6 separate regions of the Mus musculus genome follow, and all the other regions are linked to region 1. A link is a contact called in public Micro-C and promoter capture Hi-C data. All regions are on one chromosome and are shown on one strand. Each heading gives the region's core, a stretch centred on a gene start, on an enhancer-like site or on the middle of the called end of the contact. The rest is flanking DNA. Distances are from core to core; before and after follow the strand shown.

What was found. Promoter capture Hi-C pulls out the DNA fragments that hold promoters and counts their contacts. A called contact is a pair of places that touch in the nucleus more often than the background predicts.
Region 2: a Micro-C map of embryonic stem cells shows a contact between it and region 1, with 3 times the contacts expected there. The contact joins the enhancer-like site here to the promoter of Dus1l in region 1. A contact is called at or near these places in 1 of 484 Hi-C or Micro-C datasets (embryonic stem cells), 5 of 115 datasets of contacts at active chromatin or transcription factors (bone marrow-derived macrophages, embryonic limb bud, embryonic stem cells and 2 more) and 1 of 9 other capture datasets (liver).
Region 3: a contact with region 1 is called in a promoter capture Hi-C map of stem cell-derived epiblast-like cells, with 2.3 times the contacts expected there. The contact joins the promoter of Uts2r here to the promoter of Dus1l in region 1. A contact is called at or near these places in 1 of 39 promoter capture datasets (stem cell-derived epiblast-like cells) and 1 of 115 datasets of contacts at active chromatin or transcription factors (embryonic stem cells).
Region 4: a promoter capture Hi-C map of embryonic stem cells shows a contact between it and region 1, with 2.0 times the contacts expected there. The contact joins the promoter of Tspan10 here to the promoter of Dus1l in region 1. A contact is called at or near these places in 14 of 39 promoter capture datasets (the 3T3-L1 cell line, the C10 cell line, cranial neural crest and 6 more), 2 of 115 datasets of contacts at active chromatin or transcription factors (embryonic limb bud and large pre-B cells) and 3 of 9 other capture datasets (adipose tissue, liver and pancreatic islet).
Region 5: a promoter capture Hi-C map of stem cell-derived epiblast-like cells shows a contact between it and region 1, with 3 times the contacts expected there. The contact joins the promoter of Slc25a10 here to the promoter of Dus1l in region 1. A contact is called at or near these places in 25 of 39 promoter capture datasets (the 3T3-L1 cell line, 3T3-L1-derived adipocytes, the C10 cell line and 16 more), 3 of 15 datasets of contacts at CTCF or cohesin (the NIH/3T3 cell line, large pre-B cells and pro-B cells), 59 of 484 Hi-C or Micro-C datasets (the 63-12 cell line, B cells, the Ba/F3 cell line and 38 more), 31 of 115 datasets of contacts at active chromatin or transcription factors (the 230-238 cell line, the NIH/3T3 cell line, the SCID.adh cell line and 20 more) and 4 of 9 other capture datasets (adipose tissue, embryonic stem cells, liver and 1 more).
Region 6: a promoter capture Hi-C map of stem cell-derived epiblast-like cells shows a contact between it and region 1, with 2.6 times the contacts expected there. The contact joins the promoter of Sectm1b here to the promoter of Dus1l in region 1. A contact is called at or near these places in 4 of 39 promoter capture datasets (embryonic stem cells, liver and stem cell-derived epiblast-like cells), 3 of 484 Hi-C or Micro-C datasets (cerebral cortex and cortical neurons) and 7 of 115 datasets of contacts at active chromatin or transcription factors (the 230-238 cell line, embryonic stem cells, large pre-B cells and 2 more).

Annotation. Positions count from the first base shown.
Region 1 is chr11:120,793,934-120,798,111 of GRCm38.p6, reverse strand. Dus1l (dihydrouridine synthase 1-like (S. cerevisiae)) reads left to right here and starts at 1,717. Exons shown (of 14, transcript NM_026824.4): 1 at 1,717-1,969; 2 at 2,389-2,635; 3 at 3,101-3,209; 4 at 3,794-3,844; 5 at 4,166-4,178. The coding sequence starts at 2,399.
Region 2 is chr11:120,422,371-120,426,548 of GRCm38.p6, reverse strand. All of the region lies in intron 3 of Nploc4 (NPL4 homolog, ubiquitin recognition factor), which reads left to right. Among named protein-coding and RNA genes, the nearest start is that of Nploc4, 13 kb to the left of the region's middle. Within about 2 kb of position 2,453, at least 20 of the 459 cell types and tissues checked have an H3K27ac peak or open chromatin away from gene starts, as enhancers often do. A contact at or near this core is called in embryonic stem cells and liver, where this site is marked.
Region 3 is chr11:121,157,862-121,162,039 of GRCm38.p6, reverse strand. Uts2r (urotensin 2 receptor) reads right to left here and starts at 1,769. Exons shown (of 1, transcript NM_145440.1): 1 at 67-1,769. The coding sequence starts at 1,728. The coding sequence ends at 571.
Region 4 is chr11:120,440,418-120,444,595 of GRCm38.p6, reverse strand. It overlaps Tspan10 (tetraspanin 10), which reads right to left and starts at 1,965. Exons shown (of 3, transcript NM_145363.2): 1 at 1,779-1,965; 2 at 1-491. The coding sequence starts at 1,817.
Region 5 is chr11:120,489,839-120,494,016 of GRCm38.p6, reverse strand. Slc25a10 (solute carrier family 25 (mitochondrial carrier, dicarboxylate transporter), member 10) reads right to left here and starts at 2,180. Exons shown (of 11, transcript NM_013770.2): 1 at 1,941-2,180. The coding sequence starts at 2,030.
Region 6 is chr11:121,061,520-121,065,697 of GRCm38.p6, reverse strand. Sectm1b (secreted and transmembrane 1B) reads left to right here and starts at 2,129. Exons shown (of 5, transcript NM_026907.3): 1 at 2,129-2,181; 2 at 2,395-2,502.

The sequences.
Region 1 (4,178 bases), core at 468-2,967:
GGCTGTGGGTCATGTCCGCTTGTGGCTGTGCAGTTTCTTCTTTCATTTTCTTTGTTTTTTTAAAAAATTAATTAGTTTATATATATATATATATATATATGTATGAATATATATATATACATATATATATATATGGTGGGTCTTTTGGTTGGTTGGTTGGTTTTTGGTTTTTTGAGACAGGGTTTCTCTGTATAGCCTTGGCTGTCCTGGAGCTCACTCTGTAGACTAGGCTGGCCTCGAACTCAGAGTTCTGCCTCCCTAGTGCTGGGATTAAAGGCGTGCACCACCATGCCCGGCTTGTATATGGTGTTTTATCGGTATGTATGTCTGCACACAAGAGGGCATTGGGAGCCTGTCTCGAAACCCCCCCCCCCCAAAAAAAAGAAGAGGGCATTGGAAACCATAAGACTATAGTTACAGACAGTTGTAAGCTGCCTTGTGGGTGTTGGGAACTGACCTCAGGACCTCTGGAAGAGCAACTAGTACTCTTAACCTCAGAGCCATCTCTCCTGCCCCTCTTATTTACTTTATTTATTTTTTATTTTATTTTTCGAGATAAGGTTTCTTTGTGTAGCCCTGGCTATCCTGAATTAGCTCTGATCTAAATCAGGCTGGCCTCCAACTCACAGAGCTGCTCCTGCCTCTGCCTCCTGAGTGCTGGGATCAAAGGTGTGGTGTCACCACCCAGCTTCCTGTCATTTCCTTACAAGGCAGAAAATTAAAGTATCATAAATGGCTTGAGTAATGCATATATATTACATTATATCATTATACCGTTATACATGTATCATTATACATACATATATCATTATAAAGTATGTATCAGCAATTGTTCCAAGGCTGGAGAGCAGGACTCAATGGTTTGTGGAGTTGGAAGTCTGACCACAGAGGGAAAGGCTGGAAGCATGTGAGTTGCACGATACAAACTCTGGATTCTGAAAACTCGAGGTGCATGGAAGCAGTGTAGAAGGATTAAAGAGTGGTCAAACAACTCAGACATGGCGGTTCAGGCCTTGAATTCTGTGTTGGGAGGCAGAGTCTGGTAGATCTCTCTCAGTGAAATACATCACTACTATTAAAACAGTAACAGTTTACGGCCATAGTTTGGTTTCCTGTTTAAAATACCCTGACAAAAAGAACTTAGGAGAGAACTTTTTTTATTTTTGTTTTTGAGAGCTGGGGAGGGTTTCTCTGTATAGCCCTGGCTGTCCTGGAACTCACTCTGTAGACCGGGCTGGCCTCGAACTCAGAAATCTGCCAGGCCTCTGCCTCCTAAGTGCTGGGATTAAAGGCATGAGCCACCACTGCCCGGCCCCATATCTCTTTATGCATGTTCCTTCCCTCTAGCAAGCGACTCATTACTCGACAAAGGCCTGGCCTGCTGTAGCCTTTTCTACCCAGGATCTGAAGTAATAATTCTTTATCTCGTTTCCTATTGTGGTGGTGTACTAAATTTACGTCTTGTGTCTGCAGAACCAAGGGCTGCTCCTGGATTGCGGAGGTGGGTTGGGGGATAGAGGTGGGAGGAAAGGCCTCCGAGTGCCAATTGTCTGGAAGGGACAGCGTGACCCCGGGCATGCGCAGTCTGTTCTTGCTCAACTCTCTCGTTTCCACAAGGCCGGTCCCTTCAGCGCTGAGCTGCAGTTTCCGAGGACTTTATTTTTTGCTGCACCGCAGACGGTGCGGAGCGCCTGGCAGTACGCTTCCGGCTCCGGCACTTCCGGCGGCGTTGCGCTGAGTCTGAGCCACGGCGCTTGGCGGCTCCCGCCGCCTTCGTGCGGGTCCTGCTGGCGGCGCCGCGGGTCAGGCAGAGGCTACGGGGCCTTGTGTGCCCCTTTCTTTGGAGCGTGCCCGCAGTCACAGACCTTCATCGAGCCCTGGCCAACTCCGACGGTGCGGGAAGTAGTCCTAGTTCAAGCCCCGTGGACGTCCGGTGGCGGTCTCGGGCCCCAGCCAGCCCAGGGGTTAGGTAGGGGCAGCTCAGGGGGCTCTGGGCCCGACCAGGAAAGGAGCCGTGGAGGCTGACGTGCTCGCTACTCTCCCAACCCAAGATCCGAGGCGGCGTCAGGCCTCGTGCAGCCGGGTGGTCTCAGCTGTGCAGGTCCCACAGACCTGTTCATCCTCCACACCCGCTGCACCAGGCTGGCGTTTAAGGGGAGAAGGTCCAGAGAGGGTGAGTGGTATGTCAGGGTCACTGCCAGAAAGGTGGAGGGAGGGCACCTCAACCCTGTGCCTACGGATACCTCTCTTGTTTTCACCGTGTTCTTGGGAGAGCCGACAGCAAAAGCTGACGAGAGCGGTCAGCTCCTGGAGTTGAACTTCGTACCCTCCTGGGGTATGATGGTATACCATGGCTGAAATGAGCGCTTGTTCCTCTTCTGCCCTTAGTGTGGAGAGGATGCCCAAACTGCAGGGTTTTGAGTTTTGGAGCCGCACCTTGGGGGGTGCCCGACATGTGGTGGCACCCATGGTGGACCAGAGTGAGCTAGCTTGGAGACTTCTGAGCCGCCGCCATGGAGCCCAGCTATGCTACACCCCTATGCTACATGCCCAGGTCTTCGTTAGAGATGCTAACTACCGCAAAGAGAACTTGTATTGTGATGTGTGCCCCGAGGACAGGCCTCTCATTGTGCAGGTGAGCTGAGGGACTGGGTAGCACCTAAGCTCCAGACCCTGTATATAAGGACAGCATTCCCAAGCTGTCCCTGTCATATACATATAACCCAGGAGAAGGGTCGGGGTCCCTGAAGTCCTGCATGACACATGCTGCTGAGTGGGCATCCCCAGAACTGGGAACTAGCCAGAGTCCCGGTGAAGGGGCAGCTTGGAGGACGTGAGGAGTGTAGCACCAGTGTCACCTTGATCCTTCTCCGTCTCAGTACCCTCCTGTCGAGAACCAACAGTTCTTTACAAGTCTGTGCCAGTGGCTTCTGTTACATGTCATTATAGCTCATATTCCTAGTGGTTGTCATATTGTCAATGTCGGTGGAAAGACCATAGCTCACTGAGTCACCATGGGATTCCTCACAGGGCTGGGTGGCCTAGGCAGGGAGAGTCCTAGGCCTGGGCTGACCGAGGGTGGCATTCGTGTCTTCTTCAGTTCTGTGCCAATGACCCAGAGGTGTTTGTCCAGGCGGCTCTCCTAGCACAAGATTACTGTGATGCCATTGACCTGAACTTGGGCTGCCCACAGATGATAGCCAAGAGAGGTGAGGTCATTGCTCCAGTCCTGTGTTGACACCTGTCCAGGCCAATACTAGGCCCACTAGGCCTCCAAATAAGGGGTCCAGGCCTGTTCCAGTGGAGCCTGGGTATTGGTGCACATGGGGAGAGTTAATCCCTGCCTCTGACTGTGGTGGCACCTGTAGCCAGCAAGCAGCCCTTTTTCTGAACTTAACATCCTGAAGAGTCCTCAGGTGTTTGACTGGGGACCAGACTCTGCTGGCCACATAGGTATCCTTCTGATAACTGTGACCAGCTGGTGTGGGTCCCTGGCTCTAATCCCACAATTCAGGCTCACTGGGCCCCCAAGCACCCATTATGATCTTAGGCTGTGTGGCCCACTTTGGAGTTTTGACAGCAGGCAGAGCTCCAAAGTCAGGGCTAAGAAAGCTGGTTGGTTTCCCTTTCCCTCTGCTCTCCCCAGAGCCTCTGCTGACCTTGGGGAGGCCATGTAGAAGCTGGTGCTCATACACATGGCGTAGCTGTGGAGTCCACTGTGTTCTGAGGAGCTGGCCTAGTAGGGAGTTGATAGCAGCGTGGGTGCAATGGGGGCCACTCTCATCCTCTGCAGGTCACTATGGTGCTTTTCTGCAGGAGGAGTGGGACCTTCTTCAAAGAATGAGTGAGTTGGCTATATACCACTGTGTCAGTGAGTGAGTCGCCCCAGAGACAGTCTGACAGGGCTCATAAGCACAGCTACTTGACTGGGGCTCAAGAGGACACCGATGATCCCACTGGGGGCTCTTGGCCATAGCACTTTACTTCCTGGAAGGAGGTGACTATAGAGTCCCCTGGTGTATACCAACTATCCCCTTAGGATCAGACATGAAGTCCTAGGACACTGTCCTTAGTTCTGTTAGCTCCCAGTGCCCCATGGGGACATATTGGGGTTTTGCCACCTTGGAGTGACACTGGTTCCCTCAGAGGCTGTCTTTTTTCTCAGTTCTGTTGGCTCA
Region 2 (4,178 bases), core at 1,204-3,703, 370 kb after region 1:
AGGTATTTGAAACACCTCTCTCAGGGCTATCCTAGGCATTTCTGTTGTTACTGTGAAGGCAGGGTCTTACCATGTGTTATCCTTCTTGCCCTGGAATTCTGTATCATCCAGGCTGGCCTGAAATTTGCACCCTGCCTCCTTCCTGCTGGGATTAGAAACCTGTGCTACTCTGACTGGGTCTAGATTGTATGTTGTAATGTTTTACCTAGACATTAGTTGTTTATTTCCTTACTGTCTTAGAGGGTCAAGATCCAAGGCCAAAAGGTATAAAGTATTTCTCATTGGCCTGTGAAAAGCTGCTTTCTTACTGTGCTCGTATGGCTGCTGTGTCTAGAGAATACACCATAATACCGTTGAAATTGAAAGTAACTACAACTTTATTTTACTTGTGTTTTTAAGAATGGTATTTCTTTTTTTGTTGAAATTCTGTGTGAATCTTACTCTTCTGTCTTGTAGTTTCATTATTGTTGCTCAGTAATGAAATGTGTTTCTGTTACTCTTTTTTAGGGTGCGTGTGTGCTCATGCATTCATGCTGTGCTTCTCCTGTCTCTCCTGGGTGCTTTAAGAAGTTTGTGGCTGAGTAGCAGAGTGCTTGTCTAGCATTGCTGATTCTCTGGTTTATTCTCCACACCCCTTTATTCCAAGAACACATTGGCCTAGGGCTCTGAAGTTTTTTTCTGTTGAATTTACCTGGGTGTTTTGCATGGTTAGTTAATTTGTGCTTGATGTCTGCTCGATTGGTAGATTTTATTTCAACAAATATATTTTCACTTCCTTGTGTTTTCCTGTATAGCCTTTGCTGGCCTTGAACATAACACTAGTCCTCCTGCCTTAGCCTTTCGAGATGTGAGGCACTAGGCCCGGCTCATATTTTCACTTTAAAATATTTTTATTTGAGCCAGGTCATGGTGACATTCCTTTATTTCCAGCCCTTGTGAGACAGGGGTAAGTGGATCTCTGAGTTCAAGGTCAGCCTTGTCTACAAGGCATGTTCCAGGACAGCCAGGGATACAGAGAGAAGCTGTTTTGAACCTACACAATATATATTTTTATGTATTTAGCTTTGTGGTAGAACATGTGCCTAGTTAGTATGTGTAAGAACCTGGGTTCCATCCCTAGCAACATCACCACTAAAAAAAAAACATACACATATATGATTCCTTTTCAAATTTGACTAGAAATTAGAAAAAAACCCTTAACATAGACCTAAAAGGAGACAGGTGAAATATTTTAGTTTGGATTTTCAGAACACCCACGTATAAGCCAGGAACAGGTGCAAATAATAACAACAACAACAGTAGTAGTAATAACAAATACTTCAAAAAAAAAAAATTAGAGCCGGGCGTAGTGGTGCATGCCTTTAATCCCAGCACTTGGGAGGCAGAGGCAGGTGGATTTCTGAGTTCGAGGCCAGCCTGGTCTACAAAGTGAGTTCCAGGACAGCTAGGGTTACACAGAGAAACCCTGTCTCGAAAAAAAAAAAAAAAAAAAAAAAGTGAGACCCTATCTTAAATAAAATAAATAAATAAATAAAGGCTTGTATGGTGGATGGCTCAGCAAGTAAAAGTGATGCCATCAAGCCTGACAAGCTGAGCTCACTCTGGGGCATACATGAGGAGAGAACTGACCCCCACAGACTGTCCTCTGACTGCCACCCCTGTAAAACAAGTCAATATGAACATACTACAAATAATAAATAAATAAATGTGCTACAGAAAGTTTGTAATAATCACTGGGCTTGGGGATTCAGCTCAGTGGTGGGTGCACATGTGCCTAGCATGTGTGAGACTCTGAAAAAAGTACAGATTTATGTGGGTTGTGGTGTTCTGGTATGAGTATCCTGTGTTGTGGAGTATTCTTCCACTAGTGGGACAAAATAAATACCTGAGGAAACAGAGGGAGGAAAGATTATTTTGGTTTAGTTTCAGTCCACAGTGACTTGGCTCCATCGCCTCTGGAGTGGTAAAGCGGACATTGCAGGAGCATGCAGTGGGGCAGAACAGTTCACCCCAGCAGACAAGAGGCAGGTAGAGACTAAGATGGACAGGGGACAAAACACGAGACTGAGTATGGTTTCCTACCATTACCCTGTATCCCCAGGTCTCTCCTCCTCATTTTTTTTTTTTTTTTTTTTTTTAAAGATTTATTTATTTATTATATGTAAGTACACTGTAGCTGTCTTCAAACACTCCAGAAGAGGGAGTCAGATCTTGTTACGGATGGTTGTGAGCCACCATGTGGCTGCTGGGATTTGAACTCTGGACCTTCGGAAGAGCAGTCGGGTGCTCTTACCCACTGAGCCATCTCACCAGCCCCTCTCCTCCTCATTTTTAAACTTTTTATTTTGAGACGGTCTTCTTTCTGTGTTGCCCAGGCTAGCTTTGGACTTGCCTTTTGTCTCCTGAGTAGCTGTTTTACAGGCCTGAACCACTAGGCCTAACCAAAGCGTGATTTGATTCCCTTTCCTAGGGGCTGTTGATGTCTAGCACTGCAAAATGCCAGGCGGCTCCTAGCTTTTTCCTGAAAGGTTTCTGATCCATTCTCTGGAGTTTGTGTTTATGAGTTGTAATTCCAGCATTTGAGTCATAGACTTGCCTCTCTCTCTCAGCCCTTACTCTGTCAATTCTTCCTCGTGGAAATTTATTTCCCTTGTAATTTTGGTTTTTATTGGGGTAAGTGTGGCTTCGAAGAGGATCTATTTGATGCAAGCTTTAGTGGCATTTGCTTATGTGAGCACCAGGGGGTGCTGTGGAGCTGCATTCTCTTCTGGTTTGGGTCTCCAGATCCCAGAAGCAGCCCAGGTTTCACTCCATATGCGTGTGCCTGGTCTTGGAGGTGACTTTGCCCTGCAGAGCATCTGGTGGAAGTAGACTCAGTTTCTTCTTGGTTCCCATTCTGAGTTCCTGGATTCTCTTGGTTGTTCTGACATCCTTGAGTCATGTGGGGTTTTTTTGTTCTTTAAGGACGTTCTCACATTATCCAAGCTGGCCTTGCACTTGACGTCTAGCTAAGGCTGACCTTGAATTTGTAACTGCTTGCTTTTTTCCTTCCCAAGTGCTGGGATAACAGGTGTGCACCATCAAGTCTGGCTAGTCCTTTGGTTTATGTAGGAGATTCAGGCTCAGCAGTCAAATGTGAGCAGGGAGTTCAAAGACACATCTGTTGCCCAGTAAACACTGTCGTCTATGAGCCTCAAGTTCCTGATCCTGGCCTTGGCCGAGGGACAGTCGTGTCCTCTGCTATTATTAGTGACATCACTGCGAGCTTTGGAAGGCCTGGGTGTTTTTTACCTTTGGAGCTCAGCAGTGTTTTTACAGTGTATTTGCTAAAATCGATCCAGTGTCTGAGCCAAGTATTTTATAGTTAGAGGATGTTTAGACATATTTAATCCAGTGCTAGAAGCAGAAGTTCTGGTTACAGTCTGACAGCTTTATTGCCTCTGAATTATGGGGGATAAGGAGGTGAGGGCAGCTCTTGAGAGCTGCAGCCCCCGCTCCTGGGATTCTGCATGTCTGTCAGTACTTGTACTTGCAGACATTGTTCTTCTTCGGTTTGCTGTTCAGCACTGGACCAGTTGTTCTCTCAGTTTCTTTCTTGTGTGTCCTGTTGACAGCAGCTGAAAGTTTGCGAAATGATCTGTCACCTCCCGTCTTCAAAGGCTGGAGCTGATTTAGTGCCACGAGACACCTCTGGTCAGGCATGACCCACGATGGTTCTGTGAATAGCTTCAGAGAGAAAACGGTTCTTTAGCCACAAGTCATGTCAAGTTGGAGCAGAGCAAGTAGAATTGTGGCAGCTCTTTTGGAAAGCAGGCCTTCAGCAGTCTTGGAGCAGGAAGCTGTGTCTGGGAGTCTGCCCTGTCAGAGGGAAAGAAAGTGTTGGCATGTGCTTGAGGTGTGTGCTTCACAGTGGCAGAAACCAGCAGACTTGCCCAACCCTGTAGTGTGGTGACCCTCTGTCCCTGGGGGGGGGGGGGGTAGCACACATCTGTAATCCTAACACCCAGTAAGTAGAAGTAGAAGAATTTTGAGTTTGAGGCCAGCCCAGGCTGCATAGTGAGATGTGGAGTTTTTTTGTTTTTTTAAATAAGTCAGTGTTTTAGTTAGGATTTTATTGCTGTGATAAAACGCCACTACCAAAAGCAGCTTGGGGAGGAGGAAAGGGCTGATTTGCCTTA
Region 3 (4,178 bases), core at 520-3,019, 360 kb before region 1:
ATGAAGGCAAAGGCTTGGAAACCTCACCAAGCACTCAGGTGCCTCATGTTGGGGGATCCCTGAGTCCAGGACCCCCATCCCACCCCAACTTCCACCCCCAACACTGAGGCAGGACACACTTCAGAGAACAGGGTTTATTGTTCCATGTGCATATGGGAGCAAGAAGCTACCGTGGAATGGATGGGGAGAGAGAGGGTAGAGATGCCTGCAGGCCCCTTACCAACCAATGGGGGAGGGTCCTCAGGCTGGAAGGGCTTACATCAAAGGTCAGGTTACAGCCTGGTACTAGCTGCTCTGGGTAATTAGGCCTTACATGACTCAGCACACCAGGGTCTTCAGAAGAGGGTCTGGGCCACAGCTTCTGAAGCCCCTCAGAGACTGGTTTGAAGCAGGAATGTATTGGCATCATAGGAAAGGCTCTGATAGAGCTGATGAGAACAACAGAGAAGAGGGGACTTTCCACAAGAAGACAGACAAGTGAGTTAGGTTTGAGTAGGGGATTCTGGGAATGGGTTCCTGAGTGGCCTGCCTTTGGGTCCTTTCCTACCCGCAGGGTCACACAAAGCACTCTCACACAAAGGCCCCATTAGGGGGAACTGGAGACAGCACGAGGGTCTCTGTGGCCTGTTGGCTGTTGGAGGACAGTGAGCGGCCCGAGTCCTGCTGGAGGTGGACACGGCTGGACAGGAAGCTGCCAGCACTCCCTGGGCCACGGCAACTGCTACCCAGTGACCGCTGGCGGCCACGCAGGTACTCACGGTAGTTCTTGGTGAGCAGAGTGTAGAGGAAGGGATTGATGCAGCTGTTGCCGTAAGTGAGGCAGGCAGTCAGGTAGTTGATGATGCGTGCAGTCTCGGGTGTCAGTGGCATGGCCTGGTGGTACTGGGCCAGCAGCTGCCATAGCCAGAAGGGCAGAAAGCATGCCCAGAAGAGAAGGACGATACCAAGGATGAGGTAGAGAACCCTGGGGTTGGGCAGCCGCCGTGTCTGCTTGAAGGAAGCTTGCTGGGATAGCCAATAGGCCCTGGCCAGACGGATATAGAGCAGCCCAATGACCAGGCCAGGCCCCACAATGCTGGTCCCAAAGAGCAGCGTCAGGTAGGTACGGTGGGCACGAGGGCCCCAGGCTGGCAGGCAGAGGCTCTTAGAGCCCCTACGGACCAGCCGGATGGCAAGCATCATGGGTAAGGTCAGCAGCAGTGCCAGCAACCAGGTGCCCAGCGCCAACAGCTTACGGTAACCCTTGGAGCGCTGGACGGTGTCCAGGGGCCTCAGTACTGCTGCATAGCGTTCACTGCTCATTATGGTCAGGGTGAAGATGCTGGCATGCATTGTCAGGAAGTCCAGGCTAAAGAGAACTCGGCAGCCCACGTCCCCGAAGTGCCAGTCCTTAGTGACGTAGGTGGCTACGATGAAGGGAATGCTCAGCAGATACAGCAGGTCAGCCAGGGCCAGGTTGACCACATAGACGTACATGGAGGCCGAGGCACGCAGAAATCGGCACATGACCACCAGAGTGTACACATTGCCCACCACGCCCACCACACCCATGGTTGAGAGCACTGCCCCGATGACACCGGTGGCCACAAGGTCTTGCAGGGAGCTGGGATCTGTTGGGCCAGTCCAGGAACTGTTGTGGGACACATTAAAGCCACCAGGAAGCTCAGACGCAGTGCTTCTGGACACGGCCAGCATGGGGAAGCTTGTAGACTCCAGGCTCAGCGCCATCTCTGTCCTCACCCTGGGCTTCTGGTGGAAGGACCACTGCTCGGTGAGGAGAACCCGTGGGGAACTTGTCCTGTGGGAGAAGATTAGTGTCAGAGATTCAAAGCTGCAACCTACTTCCATGCCCTAACAGCCTCTGTGAAGGACAGAGTCACTGTCCCTCTGCAGAGAGACAAAGGCTCACCAAGTCCTGTCTCCTGTTGGAACCCTCCAAAGAATCCCTTTTGTGTCAACTACCCAGGAGGACCCTAGAGCCATTAGGACCCGCTGTCCCCAGGACACTCCTCCAGCAGAACTGCAAGTCACACCCAAAAGCTTCTTCTAAAAAGTTGACCACAGTGAGGTGTAGGTCAGAGTAGGCAAAGTTAAGGACGCTAAGTTCTGGCTTCACAACCTCAGATAGAGCCCCATTTCCCATTTTATGTTACGCACATGCTTAAAAAAATGATTTCTTCCAATCACAAAAGCAACAGCTAGACTGGGCTTAAAGGTTCAGATAGAAAAATAGGTAAAAGAAAGGCCTTTGGATTTCCTTTTTTTTTTTTAAGGAAATGGGCCTGCACCCCTGCCTCACATTCCGTACTCAGTGGTGGAGGGCAGTCGATCAAAAGCAGGTAGAAGAAAACAGTATGTGCCATGCCAGGAAGATGGTTATTGTTGTGTGGTGTGCATGTGTGAGTGATTGTGTACATGTGTGCATGCCACAGTGATCATGTGGAGGTCAGAGGGCAAGCTTTGGATATTGGTTCTTTCCTTCTTTCCCATGCAGGTCTCCAGGCTCTAACTCATGCCATCTGTCCTGGAGGCAGGTGTTCTCACCCACTGAGCCACCTTACCAGTCCTCTTACCCTCAAATGACTAAAAAAACCAAAAACCAAAAACCAAACCCACAAAGTCTCACTATGTAGCCCTAGCTGGCTGGGAACTCTCTATGTAGACCAAAAGATTCTGCTTAAGTGTGCACCATGCCTGGCTTTTTTTTTTTTTTTTTTTTTTGAGAAAGTATAGGTTCTCTCTCTCTCTCTCTCTCTCTCTCTCTCTCTCTCTCTCTCTCTCTCTCTCTGTGTGTGTGTGATTTATTTAATATGTATGAGTGTCTTGACCTCACAAATGTATATACACCACATACATGCCTGGTACCCTCTGGGTCCAGAAGAGAATATCAGATATCTCGTAGTTGGAGTTACAGATGGTTGAAAGCTACCATGTGGTTGCGGGAAACCACACCCAGGTCTTCTGCAATAGCAGCAGGTGCTCTTAATCACTGAGCGATCTCTCTAGCTCCAGGTAAAGATTACTAAAAAAAACAAAACAAAACAAACAAACAAAAAAAAAACAACAACAAAAACCTTCTTAGCGTTGGAGAGATCACTTGCTGCTCTTGCAGGGGAACTGGGTTCAATTCCTAGCATCCACATAGCAGCTAAAAGCCAACTGTAATTCCAGCTCCAGGGAATTGATACTCTCCTCTGAACACCTTGGGCACCAGGCACACATATGGAATACATACATTCATATAAAAACACTCATACACATAAATAAAAATAAGGGTTTTTTTTTTTTAAATAGGGTTTCTCTGTGTAATAGTCCTGGCTGTCCTGGATTTGCTTTATAGACCAGTCTGGCCTTGAACTCACAGAGATCTGCCTGCCTCTGCCTCCCAAATGATGGGATTAAAGGCATGGACCATCACACCCAGCTAGTTTTTAAAACAAAAACAAAACCACAAAATCCCAAACTTCAAAAACAAGAACTTCACTAAATAAATAAAAGTGAGATGAGAAATTATGAGAAAAGATACATCAGGTTAATGGACTAGGGAGTGATATACACATAAGAACTGTAAATCAATAAAGAAAAGAGTGATTAGCTATTTGCAGGAGAGAAAGGCAAACTAAACAGGTATGTCTAAAAGAAAACACCCCAGAGGCCAGAAACTAGTGAAACCATGTTACACAGCTTTTTGCCATCAGAGAAATTCGAATCAAAACCATAAAGAAACTGTAACAAGTACACACATGCACACGCACGCATACACGCGCACGCACACACACACGCGCACGCACACACCACTGCTTTGGTCTCCTGTAACGGCGACCTTATCAGTTTGTGAACTCATCTCAGAGGGAGCCACACTTGAACTTCTGCCTGCTTCTGTCCTTCAAACCCAGCCTGCAGCAGTCTCTTCCTCCATTCTCCCTACTACTGTATCCCTGCTTCTGCTGCTGCTATCTGTGGTCGTTCTGGTCGCTTCAAACTCATTAAACGTAAAGCTGCCATTCCTTGGGGGTGTGAGTGGGATCACTGGTGGAACCACACACGTCTGTTTTGTTTCATTGCAATGCCAAGCTTTTCCAAAGCTGCTGTAGCATTTCACATACTCAACAGCAGTAACTGACAATTCTAGTTCCTTCCCATCCTCTCTCCCATAACTCAACAGTAGATGCATTGAT
Region 4 (4,178 bases), core at 716-3,215, 350 kb after region 1:
AGTGGCTTCCAGAGGGTTACCATGAGAACCCCTGCCAGGGCTTCCAGTGCCAGACAAAAGAGGACAGCCCCACAGTACCAGTGCAACAGGCAGCTATTCTCACAGAAAGCACCCAGACATCCAGACAGGCTCACCACGCTGACCACCAGGCCTCCCAGCACCAGCATCAGCATAGGGTCTGTAGGCACGGGTCCACCCCAGCCAATCCCCTGAGACCTTTTAACAGTCAGGCCCCAGAGCCCTGCAGCTAGGGCCAGCAGAGACGGCAAGGAGAAGAGGAAGTTAGAGAGGAAAATCAGATATTTGACACAGTTGCTCCCTGTGGAAAGGGGGAGGGAGGAGGCCTGGCCTTCCCCTGAGGCCTGGCGCTTTGCTCCAGGACAGCACCTGCAGCCCCAGGACCCCTTCTGATTCTCCCAGGGTGCTGGACATGGAATATTTGCGGTAGGTGGACTGTTCCTGGTGAGTGGGTGCTCTCGGCCAGCAGTGTCCTGCAGAAGGAGAGGAAACTTAGAGGATGCATTGGTGAGACCTCAGTCACACAGACTCTGTGACATCGAGCAGGGGTGAGGCCTCACCAGAGAGGGGCTAAGAGACTGGGGTGGGCTTAGAGGAAGTTTATGGAAGGAAGTAAAGATTTGAAGAATCAGTAACTTGGGGCCTGGGGACTTGTAATCTAAAAGGGCAGTGAGGGTCCTAGTTCACTGCTTTCCAGGGTCGATGTGTGAGGCCAATCTCCATTAGGACAGTATAATGACAGCTCCCTGAAAGGTCCCTGGTAAACACTGGGCAGAGCAGCAGTTACAAGATGGACCCACTCCCTTTCTTCTATACCCTTGTGAAAGATGGACCAGCGTGGTCTTGCCCAGGGTCAGGATTTCTATTCCTCCAACACAGCAGAATCATGGCAGGTGGGTCTGCTTCCCTAGTCTTGGAATGGTCTCTGTGGTGGAATCAGTCTATAGTGCCCCACCAGCAGTGACTTTGTGCAGTCACAAGAGGGACTTTCCCACCCAAGCCATAAGTGCAGGCTGCCTGGGATAGAGAAGCTGATCCCGTGACTACCCTTCTACCCTTCTGCGTGAAACGAACCTTGTTTTCTTTGTATCATCTCGGGCCCACCGACTGATCCTAGGTCAAGTGTGGACACTATGCTGAACCTAGTGTAGAGGATGCAGGGAGAGATTGCCTAGGTACTGCCTGCCTGGCTTCCTGGGCAGGGAGAGAGGCAGCCAATAGGCAGGAATTTAGAGGAGGCAAGGAGGCAGACCTGAGAGAGACCCTCTAAAGGGAGATGGGGTAACCTTGTTTTTCGAATGACAGTGTGACTTAGGCATGACTACAGCCAGGTATCTAGGCAAGGGTCTCATTTCATCCCCGTCCCACAGGAAGAAGCTTGTCCAGGTGTGTGGATTGCTCTTTCACCCTAAATTTGGAGCAGAATATGTGAAGGTTATTTGTCAGCCGGAGTCTGTCAGAGTAAAAGGACAACCTGCCAGAGCCAGCTGGCAGCATTAAGACTGCCTGAGGCCACAGAGTCCACAATCAGCCTCAAAGGACATTTGCCCTTACCTGATCCTGAATCAATACTTCTTTCAGGCCTATAGGGGGCACCTTAAAGGCTAGCACCCAAGTGTACCCATGGGTCAAGCACACAGCTAGACTGGGGGGTGGGGCCAGGAGTCAGGTAGACTGCAACCTGGTCCAGGGGCTTCCCAGAGGACCTTAGATCCAAGAAACATCTTCAACCTGAGCTAGGCCATTAAGTGTCGGCTCACCTGAGACAGCAAGGGGCTGCATTCTTCTTCCTTCATCATCCACACAATTGGAGAAAACCACGGAGAGCAGTGGCCAGGGTCTCTCTGAACAGGTTACAGTCCTAAAATAACGGTGTCCCGGTGTCCCTTGGCTTCTCTGTGAACTGTATAAGCCAGAGCTGGAGAGCTGCAAGCTCCTCCTCCAGTGCGATCACAGTGGTATCATGTGAGGAGTCACATTTTAGGGCTTACAGCAGGGGCCTGCTTCTATAGTCACATCTGGTCTTTCTAGCCTGTAATTCTTGGCCTTGGCTCCAGAGATATCCCTAATGTCTGCACAGTCATGATTTTGTTAAGGTGGCCCTGATGCTGGACCCATGGCCATCACTATTGAGTCCCATTTTGGTCTTGGCCTGTAGGCTCAGCTGGTCTCCTATCAGCACCCCTAAAAGATCAGTTCTGTGCAAACTGGTTCACAATAGCAGCCCCAGGAGCCCCACAGGCAGTACAAAAGCCAATTATCCTTATAGTTTATGGAGAGCAAGAACAACTCAGTATTCACGTTCCAGATGTCCCTTCCCTCCAAGCTTGTTGGAAGCAGGATTTTGCTGTGATCACTGTCCAGTCTAAAGGACTTGAGCAACTCGCTGTGGAGACAGAAAGCATGTCCCTAGGCTGTCAACACTGGGCCCTACCACCTAACTCTGTCTCCCTGCTTCTGACTGGTGTGTGTGTGTGTATGTGTGTGTGTGTGTGTATGTATGTGTGATGTAGATGTGTTAGTGTCATTATAGGCCCACAGGACCTTGAGACATCAGGAAGCCCTTCTGTAGACATGTTTAGGGCAAGGTTCTGCTGTACATGGAAAATGCCCCTCCTGTTTGGACCCCAGTTCCCCTGAGTTTTAACTTTTGATAGACATCTCAGGCTCAGCCTCCACTTTTAGCTTTATCTACCATTTTTTCTGACTTATAACTTTATATGCCAGACAATCGAATGGCCTAGCACTTGTGCATCCCGGCCTTTGTCATAACCCCATCTCCACTGCACTCACTGTTGCCTGGAGCCCTCCAGTGTCTTCCAGCAGCAGCAGCAGCAGCAGCAGCAGCAGCAGCAACACCCCATTTTTTTTCTTCCCCTGACCAAGCCAGCTCATTCAGTCAGCAGGGTCTCAAGTGAGGGAGTGAGGATTGAAAAGAAAAAAAAACAGTTAGAGAAAATGATACCCTGACTCCAGCCTGTGCTGAGGCTGGAACAGCTTCATGTCGCTCCAGCCTGCTTGTATAGCATCCTAGGTGCATCCAAAAAACATGGTCAGCTCTTAGATCAAAGACAAAGTAATCAAGTGAAGTAGCAAACAAGGAGGTCACACAAGGTAATAATTAAGAAGCCAGGCAGTGGTGGGGCACGCCTTTAGTCCCAGCACTTGGGAGGCAGAGGCAGGCAGATTTCTAAGTTCAAGGCCAGCCTGGTCTACAGAGTGGGTTCCAGGACAGCCACAGAGACAGGGCTACACAGAGAAACCCTGTCTCAAATAAAAAATAAAAAAAGATAGTCACTAAGTAAAGTAGTAAGCAAAGAGATCACACAAGGCAGTAATTCATCAAAGCAGTACACAAAGCCCCGTGGTCTCTGTTTCTAATATTCTTACCTCAGCCTACTTCCTTGTCCAAGCCCAGTGACAGATGCCAAATTCCTAGAAGCAGTACCCAAAGCTCTCAACATCCTCCCCACCCACAGTGTTGAGGATGAAATCTAGGACCTCACAGAGTTATAGCCCTACTGTGGTGTGTGCGTGCAATTTTTGCAAAAAGGCTCTACATTCTTTCTTTTGTTTGTTTGGGTTTCAAGGCAGTGGTTCTCTGTGTAGTCCTTGCTAAACCAGGCTGGCCTCGAACTTAGTTCCTCCTGTCTTTGCCTCCCAAATGCTAAGATTAAAGACATGCACCACCACTACCTGGCTAAAGTCACATTTTATTCAATTCCTCTTGTATGAAATATTCAGGCTGGGCATGTTAGCATATACCTGGGCCAGGGCGGCAAAAGCACCAGGACCCTGATGGCCCTGGCGGCCAGTGAAAAGGCAGCACAGGTAGGACTTCTAAAGGTGTCTTTGCAGATGACTATGTTCCACAGAGAGGAAGTCAGCTAGGGACTCAAGGAAGAACCTGGACGAAGGGATGGAGACAAAGGCTATAGAGAAATACTGTTCCCCGTCCCCGGCCTATTTTCTGACTCATGCTCAGCTAGCTTTGTTACAGATCTTGGGCCTACCTGCCTAGGATATGGTGCTACCAGTAGTGGAGCAGCCTTTTCACAACTGTCCGTCAGGACAGACTCTCACAGTAAGACCACAGAAAGCAATGTGATCAAGGCTTCACCTGAAGTTCCTTCTTCCCGGGTGTGTCTAGGTTCTGTCAA
Region 5 (4,178 bases), core at 931-3,430, 300 kb after region 1:
GCGACAGGGAAAGAGCTAAGATGGTGAGGACAGAAGGGGCCACATGGGTGTCATCCTCCAGTTGTATGCAGACCAAGGGGGAAAGAGGGTCAAGGCCCACCCAAGGGACAGTGGCTGTAAGGCTAACAGCTCCTGTACATGTGAGGACCAGGCAAAGTGGACATACCAAGCAAATTCAAAACATGTTTTCAAAGTTGACAAAGTAGGCACGTGATCCTAATACTCAGGTGACTGAAGCAGGGGGATTATGAGTTTGAGGTCAGCCTGAGGTGCAGTAAGAGCCTGTCTTATTAAAACAAAATCCATACAAGCTTTCAAGGGGTCTCTGTTGAGCAGCCCTCACTGGCCTGGGTCCAACAGTGGTCACACATCCATGGCAGCCTTTCTTGTTCCTCTGGGTGGGGGTGGGGCTGAGAAGCAGTGAACCCGGAGGGAACATGGACAATGAACAACCACCTGGGACTTTTACGTCACAGTCTGTCAACACTCAAAAGGACTACCTGGGGGTGAGGTGAGTCTCTGGGGCCCATGGCTGGGTTAGCCATCTAGCCTGACCCCCATGATGGAGAAGGCTGCAGGGACATTCAGAAAGGAAAATACTGTCATGAAGTGCTTCCCAGAACAACCAGTACCTGCCTCTTCCTGTTATAATACCTGCCGGAAGCAATGCCCCGGGGCTGGACCTGTATATGCTACTCCTAGGAAAAGTGAGATTTCAGTCCCCAGTGTACCCAATGGCCAGCATTCTTAGTTAGAAAAGCTATCTGGGAGAAACAATGCATGCCTGAAATCCCTGCACATGGAAGGTCCAATGCCAGCCTTAGCTGCGTAACATGTTCAAGGTAAGTCTGGGGCTACAAATAAATAACAAAGAAAGGAAAGCTATTGACAGAGATCACCCTAGAAGCTTGAAGTAGTAGAAACTGCCTGAGGCTGGATTGCCAGCTCAGACCTCAGGGGCCAATCCAATGTGGGGGACGGGGGAGGTGGCAGCCAGTGTGAATGCTCAGTCCACAGGCTGAAGTAGCAGCCAGAGCTCCTTGGGCAGAGTGGGTGAGTTCTTTGTTCTCTGTAGTAAGACAGAATCAGGAAAAAATTCCCCGAGAATGCCCCTGGGGAACAGGAAGACAGCTGTCTCAGTTTGTCCTATAAGCATTTATTTTTAAAGAAACACACACACACACACACACACACACACACACACAAAACCCTACAAAACCACGTGTCCTATTTGCTTCTTGCTGTGAGACGATCTTATTGGTTAGACCCTATGAACGCAGGGTCTCCTTCCTAGCTCACTTAGGACGGTGCTGATCCCAATATAGCAACGAAACAAGCGGAAGCAGATGACCGAGGTCACATCACCACCTAGTCCATTGCCTTCATTTCCACCCCCCAGTCCTCACAGTAGGTGGTGCTAAGCGCCCAGCAGTGGGAGTGCTCTTGTGCGCAGAGACCAGGCTGGTCTTTGGATCTCAATACCTGTGCACACGCACAACTTTAACCAGAGTTGTCGAGTGTTTGTGGCAAAGGAATGGCTCAGAGTGGCAGAGTTTACTTAAGTATAGCGCAGAGCTGAAGCTGCGCAGTCATCTGTTAGGACTGTGGTTGCGGAGGGATTAGCAGGTAAGCTGAGGAGCAGGAGGTCCTGTCTGAGGCATAGCTGTCTGTCACCTGCGGACGCCAGCTGCAGAGGGTCCCCGGGGATTTTCCACCGCTGCCTACCGGGAAGTAAGTGTATTGGCGCCCGCAGCCGGAGGCCAGCAGCGCAGAGCGGGGCAGCCCGCGGCTCAGGCCGGCGTGGGCGTCACCGGCGGTAATTACCGGGTGCGCAGTCAAGCGGCGGCCGCAGCAGGCGCCTTGTAGGCGCCAGGCCCCGGATGGTCCCCGGCGCCTAGGGCTCACCCGCCCGCTCGGCCTTGAAGCTCAGGCTCACTCACCTTGAGCAGGTCCAGCGGGTGCGTGCAGCAAGCGGCTCCGCAGGAAGCCAGCCCCCCAAAGTACCAGCGAGATGCGCGTGCCTCGGCCATGGCCAGAGCAGCAGCGACCTGGCCCGACCCCGGTGAGCACAACTCCGGTCCCAGCTGCTCAACGCCCGGTTCAAAGTGCTACCGAGCGCCCGCGCCCGGTACAGCCAATGCGCCCGCGCAGCCCCGGGGGCGGGGCCTATGGACTCCGCCCGCCACCGGACTCCAGCCTTGGGAGACTCCGCCTCTGGTCTTAAAGAGGCCGCAACGAGGAGCAATGAGAGGCGATCCACTGGAGCCAACTGTGAAACTGAGCTAACCCATGACCACCCCCACTCTCCAGATCATGGCTTTGGTCTCAGTTCCGAAGGCGCTCTGCCATTCTCAACTCATCAGGAGGTTGGTTTCCTACCAGCACCCTCTAGCCCTAGTCTGAACTTATGCCCTGGTGCTAACTTCGTGTGTTACCCAGGAGAAGGACACGTGTTGCAGCAGTGGACCTCTGTCCCCTATCCCCCTCGAGAGCCCAGCCCCCGCCCAGATGTAGGGGGGGATGGAAACCGTCTTGAGGCCAGCTTGCAAATTAAATAGAAATCAGGGACAAAAGGCTCTTAGTAAAGGGTAGCAGTGCTCCTCCCCCATGCCTACACCCAGCGAGTCCCTGCCAAGTGCAACTCAGCCCAAGCCTTGCTGTGGACACAGCCCTAGGCAGCCACCATGGAGAGGGTTCTGGGCTGTGAATTCTTCATGGTTACTGGCTCAGGCTCCTAGGAGGCAGCTCCAATCTGCCTGGTCTCAGAAGCCCATCTCTACCTACTGAACACGGGCAAAGAAATCCACATGTGCTCCCAGTTTGAGGGTGCACCTGCTAGCCAAGGTGATTTCTGAATCCCAAGGCTGCTTTAAGTCTGGCATTGTGAATGAAAAAGACACGTGTCCTGCAGAAAACTAACGTACACCTGGCCAACTGCTCCAGGCACCGCTCCCGCTGAACATTCAATAGGAGTATCCTATCCAGTCCTGCCAACCAGTGCCCAACTTTGTAGCAGCGAGGGAAGTAGAGAGCATGATGTCGTCTAGAACTCTAGGTGGCCTCCCATGCCAAGATACTTATTGTCATAGTACCAAGGTTGCACAATGCAAGATCTGGCATCTTGCTTGGGGGTGTGCCATCTTGGCATTTCCCCCATGCCCAAGAGCACCCTACACTGGAAGCCTATAACAAGGGGGTGAGGGGCACTTCCCACACTGGATCCATTCCTTTCCTACAGCAGGTACAGACAACATGCAACCTCACGTCTAGGAAGGTCTCTAGGTGGCAGCATCTGATATCTTAGCTGGGCTACTGTGGGGTAGGGAACCGAACAGCTGGCTGCTTGGTTGGTGAGACCAGGAGCACCACTTGGTCTTGCCCATATAGACTAGCCCTACCCAGAAACCATCAAGTACTAGACATACACTGCCAGGCACAGCAGAGGTCATATGCTAAAGGAAGCATGGTTGGTGTTCAGCAAGAGGATACTGCTTTTGTATATAAAACACTGGAGGGACCTTCAAAGTTACATCTAAGAACCATGAGCTACAGAGCCAATGGTTAGGGTATAGAAGTAGGCCTGACTGTCACACAGCAAGGAAACAAAGCTATGCCCAGTTCTGTCTTGTCTCATTTGGTCCAAATCTAATAGGAAGTCTAACCATGTTAACAGAATGGAGGTGACCAGGCTACAGATGTAGACTTATGTAGTCTATCCTTCTCTGAGAGAGCTGGAAACCATTACTGGCCAGAAGACCTCACGTCCATGAAAGACAGCTTACAAGGTAGAGCAAGAACAAGTCCCAACTGGAAAACGTAGGCTAGGAGCTAAGGATTTGTTTTACCTTTAAGACAGGATTTAACATGCATGCAGCTCTCAGATTGGGGTCAAACTGCAGTATACTAGGGCCCACATGTAATGTGTTAACAGGTCAGGAAGGCTGGGGTGGCCAGATTCACCAAGCAAGGGGCCTGAGTTAGCCAGGGAGGTACCTTATTGGCCTAGGTAAGGCCCAAATGTTTTTCTTGCTTTGAAGTGCTTGGGAAGGTGCTCAGAGCTTAAACACACCAGGCAAGCGTTTTACTACCAGTCAGCACAACCATTTTCTAGGGTCTGTAGCTTCTGCCTTCAGATCTCTAAGAGCACAGAATCACTGGAGTGAGGTTAATAGCCAAAG
Region 6 (4,178 bases), core at 880-3,379, 270 kb before region 1:
TACATGAGTTGTCCCAGTGTGCCCATGAGATCACCCCCACACAGAGACGAACAGCGACTCTGTCATTAGCATGAGAAGACAGTAAGTAGATTCTAGGACAGTGCATGCTCCTCCTGCTGTTCTGGGGGTCAGGGCCAGCAGGGTCATTGACCCTGGGTCTGGACACAGCTTGTCACTTGTGTCCTAGGAGAAGGACCACTCTGTGGTGCCTTCTGGCTGTCCATTGGTCCAGATGACCTGCCTCTGCTGTGCTTCCAGGGCAGTCACAGCCTGGAGTCTCTTCTTTAGGGTCAAAGCCAGGCTTTCTCATTCAGGCTGGTGTTTTACCTCACGGGATATTTTACAGATGTGAGGACATCAGACCCCAAAGTAAAATGATCCTCAAGACCAAGCTCCTGACAGCAGAGACCTAAGCTGCAATCTGACCCCTACCTCTGCCCTATGCACATCTTTCCTCCTGCTCCACCCTCAAGGCTTCACTAACACTCTACTCACCTCATTTCCCCTCCCCCATCGCTGTTGGCTCGTCAATCCAAATAGGCTAGTTGGCTACCAGGATATGGAGACATCTGAAAACTCAGCTTCCCAAGAAGAGAACACATATATGGCCCGAGGACATGAGCCATCTATCTCTACAGATGACGCTGTGTGACCACAGAATCATTCATGAAACCCCAAAAGCATGAAAGACAAAGGGATGGATTGAAGAGATGTCTCTGTAGGTAAAGCAATGGCTTTGCAAAAATGAGGGCCCAAGTTTGATCCCCAGAACCAGTGTAAAAAAAAAAAATTAAAAGCTGAGTATGATGTGCACAGTTATAATTCCAGCACTGAGGAGGTACCGCTCTCTCAGACTCACTGGCATACCTGGTGAAAGCCAGGCCAACAAAAGACCCTGCTTCAAAACTGTGAATAGTGCCTAAGGTAGGACACACACACACAAAGGGGAGGGGAGAAGATGGGAGGGAGGGGAAGAAGGAGGGAGGGGGAGAGAGGGGGAAGAGAGAGAGAGGGGGGAGAGAGGGAGAGAAAGAGAGAGAGAGAAATTAAAAATAGGATTAAGCCACAGAGGACAGAGGACAACAGGAAATAGATACCCAGCACTCCTAAATTCTCAGCAGATCCTGCTGAGGAAATTGAGAGTGACCTTGGAGCATAAATCTCTGAAAACTCTGTGGGTGAGACAGGAGATGTCACAACTTCTGATCAGAGAATGTGCAGAAGGTGACTCCTAGTGGAGCTAGGACACAAGCAGCTGTGTCTGCCAGTGAGACCACAGCAGGACTGTATACACACTGAGACCGTGTACACACCGGGGTGGGATTTTTGCACACAGACTCTCCAGAAGGCTAAGCTGCATCATCACCTGTAGACACTGACCTCAGAGTTGGAACTGTCACTGGGAAAGACTTGTAATGTTGTTGTCCCTGCCTTGTGGTTTCAAAACAAATCACCTAGTTTCACTTTCACGGTGAGTTTTCACTGAGACAACAAAGGTGTTTTAATGTTTGGGGTGAGACACGGAACCTTTAGCTGCCCTTCAAGATTCCTTACCACAGGACATCCTTGCCCCACCATCCCAAGGACCCCTACCTCCGGTCTGGTAGCCTAAGCCTTGCCGGAGGGATACTACAATCATGGGATCATGGTTATCTGATCCTCTCTCTAACGTTGGCACTAGGGATATCTGGGAACCCTGTGAATGTGGAGCCCATGCACTGTGTCCAGTGTGGGCACTAGGCTCCTGCCTTTCCCTGTGTGGTTGCCCAGAGTCTTCTTGCCTGTGATGTCCCATGCAGGGAGACAAGTCCCCCTAAATGAGCAGTCCCTGAGCCCTGAATCAAACACTGACCGCAGCCATGACTAGCCTAGGAAAAGCCTAGACTTTCTTCCCGTGCTCCTAAGGCAAGTAGCTAAAAGCCGCTTTCAATTAAAATGTTTTAATGAAGGAGTCACTCAGAAACTCATCACTGTTGTGTGGACTCAGGGTAGTTCCTGCAAATGACACTCTTTCCCGAAGTTTGTTTTCTTCCTGGATTAATGCAGTCCCTTGGGTATGAGAACGGGTGGTACTTGGACCGCCTCCTCCCTGACACGCCCTCAGGTCAGGATGAGCTCAGCAAGGGCTACACCAGAGTTCATTGCCAGAGAAGCAGGTAAGAAGCTGGAGCACACATGCAGGTGAGAACTGGAGGGGAGGTGGCACCCAGAGTGTTGGGGCTCTAAAGCATGTGGGGTGAGACCCTCAGGCAGGGTGTCCCTGGCTGCAGCCTCTCTGGGACCCTCTGTTTATTGGATGCCTGTGTCTCAGTGATTTGTCCAGAGTAAAGGTGAGGCTGAGGAGTGTCCAGGCACCCTGGACATCAGGAGCAGAGTGGATCTGTGTCTCTCCAGGTGCCTCCCACCAAGCTCCAGGAGGAGCAGGTGCAGCAGCTGGGTTCTTCGGTGTGAACTGAATGGGAAGAAGAGAACAGAGCATTCTTTCTTGTCATCTGATCATGAGTACGTAAGCCAGGGGGAGGGATTTGGTGCACACAGGTGAGCTGCAGTTGACACGGGTGAATTTCTGAGGCTGGTCACTCAGAGAATCAAGACTCTATGTTATGCTCAGTCAGTGACCTGTGTGGGTCCTGTTGTTTGGGTCTCATCTTAACATAAGTAGAAGCCAACGTCTGGCTGTGGGGTTGAAGGTTCTTCTTGTGACTTTCTTCTGCAAAATCCTTGAGGCTCCATGCATGCAACTCCCAGCTGAGCTGAAGGCCATTGTGTTGCATGGGATGGGGTCAGATCTGCTTCTATCTCCTTTGGGGCTCAGCACTCATAACTGGTGGACATAGGTCATGGCATCATTTCCATCAGGAGATCCAGCAAAGGCATTGGGAAGGGAGTGTCAGAAAGGTGACATACCATGTTGGCTGTGCCAGCTGAGTCCTGAAACAGAGATCTCCCCTAAGGAATCAAATAAAAATACAGGGAAGGGACTTAACCCACACAGTCCTTGGGCAAGAATGGCAACAAAGTCTGTCAACCCATCTTTAAGGTACTAACATGAGCTTTGGGCTTAAATAGAGGAGTGGGAAGGGTCTACATCGTTAAGAAGTCCTGGTCACAGCGTAGTCTGGTTGATCACTATCTCAGTTCTGATAGGGTGCTGCCAATAAGTCCTGGTTGAGGGATAATGGGGTTCCGAAAAGGTGGCTCCTCCTGCTGGGGTGACTGTGTTAAGGGATCTGTGAGAATGTTATTCTGACACCCTGGATCACTGCAAACTAAGAACAATGACTAGAGACTTTTCATGCATTTCGGGGGGATCTGGAACATGACACTACGAAAGCCAACAGATGCTTCAGAGACTCCCGTTCTTTGTCTCCTCAGCCATGAGGAGTTCATGGGCGTTAGACAAAGGCTCCTTGAGTAACTGCCATACTTATATGCAGAGCTGATCATGAGCTGGAGCCAAAAGAACACAGATGCAAGCAAGGTGGACACAGATTCAGCCTACTTCTGGTCATTCTGTTGACTTAAGTAAAGAGGTCCTGTTATAGCTGGGAAAAACCCAGAAGTTCCCAGGGCCTGAGAGACAAGGTGGCTGGGATCTGGGTCCACAGACAAAATAGAGGCCTGAAAGAGAAATAATGCCATCTTCTCCCTCTTGAGGATCTCACCCTCACAAGGGTGGCACATAACCCAAGTCCGCTGGAAGAAGGCTGAGAACTCTCGTGTTAGGACATGATATGGAGCAGCTAGGACTCTGGAGAAAAGCCAGAGCCACACTAGCTGTGGAGAATCAAACTTCAAGTTTGTCTCCTTCAGCTCCGTAGATCCGAAGGATCAAACCCAGCAGTTAGACTTGGCAGCAGGGCTTTCAGCAGCTTGGCAGACAGCCCTATCTTCTTTGTTATTTTCTGCTGTCTGTTCCTCCAGAGTGCTAGGATTAAAGCCAGGTGCAACTACACCCGGAAAAAGACATTAAAAATGTGTGTGAGAGAGAGAGTGTGTGTGGGCGTGGATGTGTGTGGGCGTGCACGTGTGCTTGTATGTGTACACAAATATGGAGGTCAGAGGTCAACTTTATGGAGTCTGTCTTCTCTTTAGGCCTTTACAATGTTTCTGGGGATGGACCCCTGGCATTCATCATTTTGAGGCAACTACCTTTATTTACCTCACCAGACCTTAAA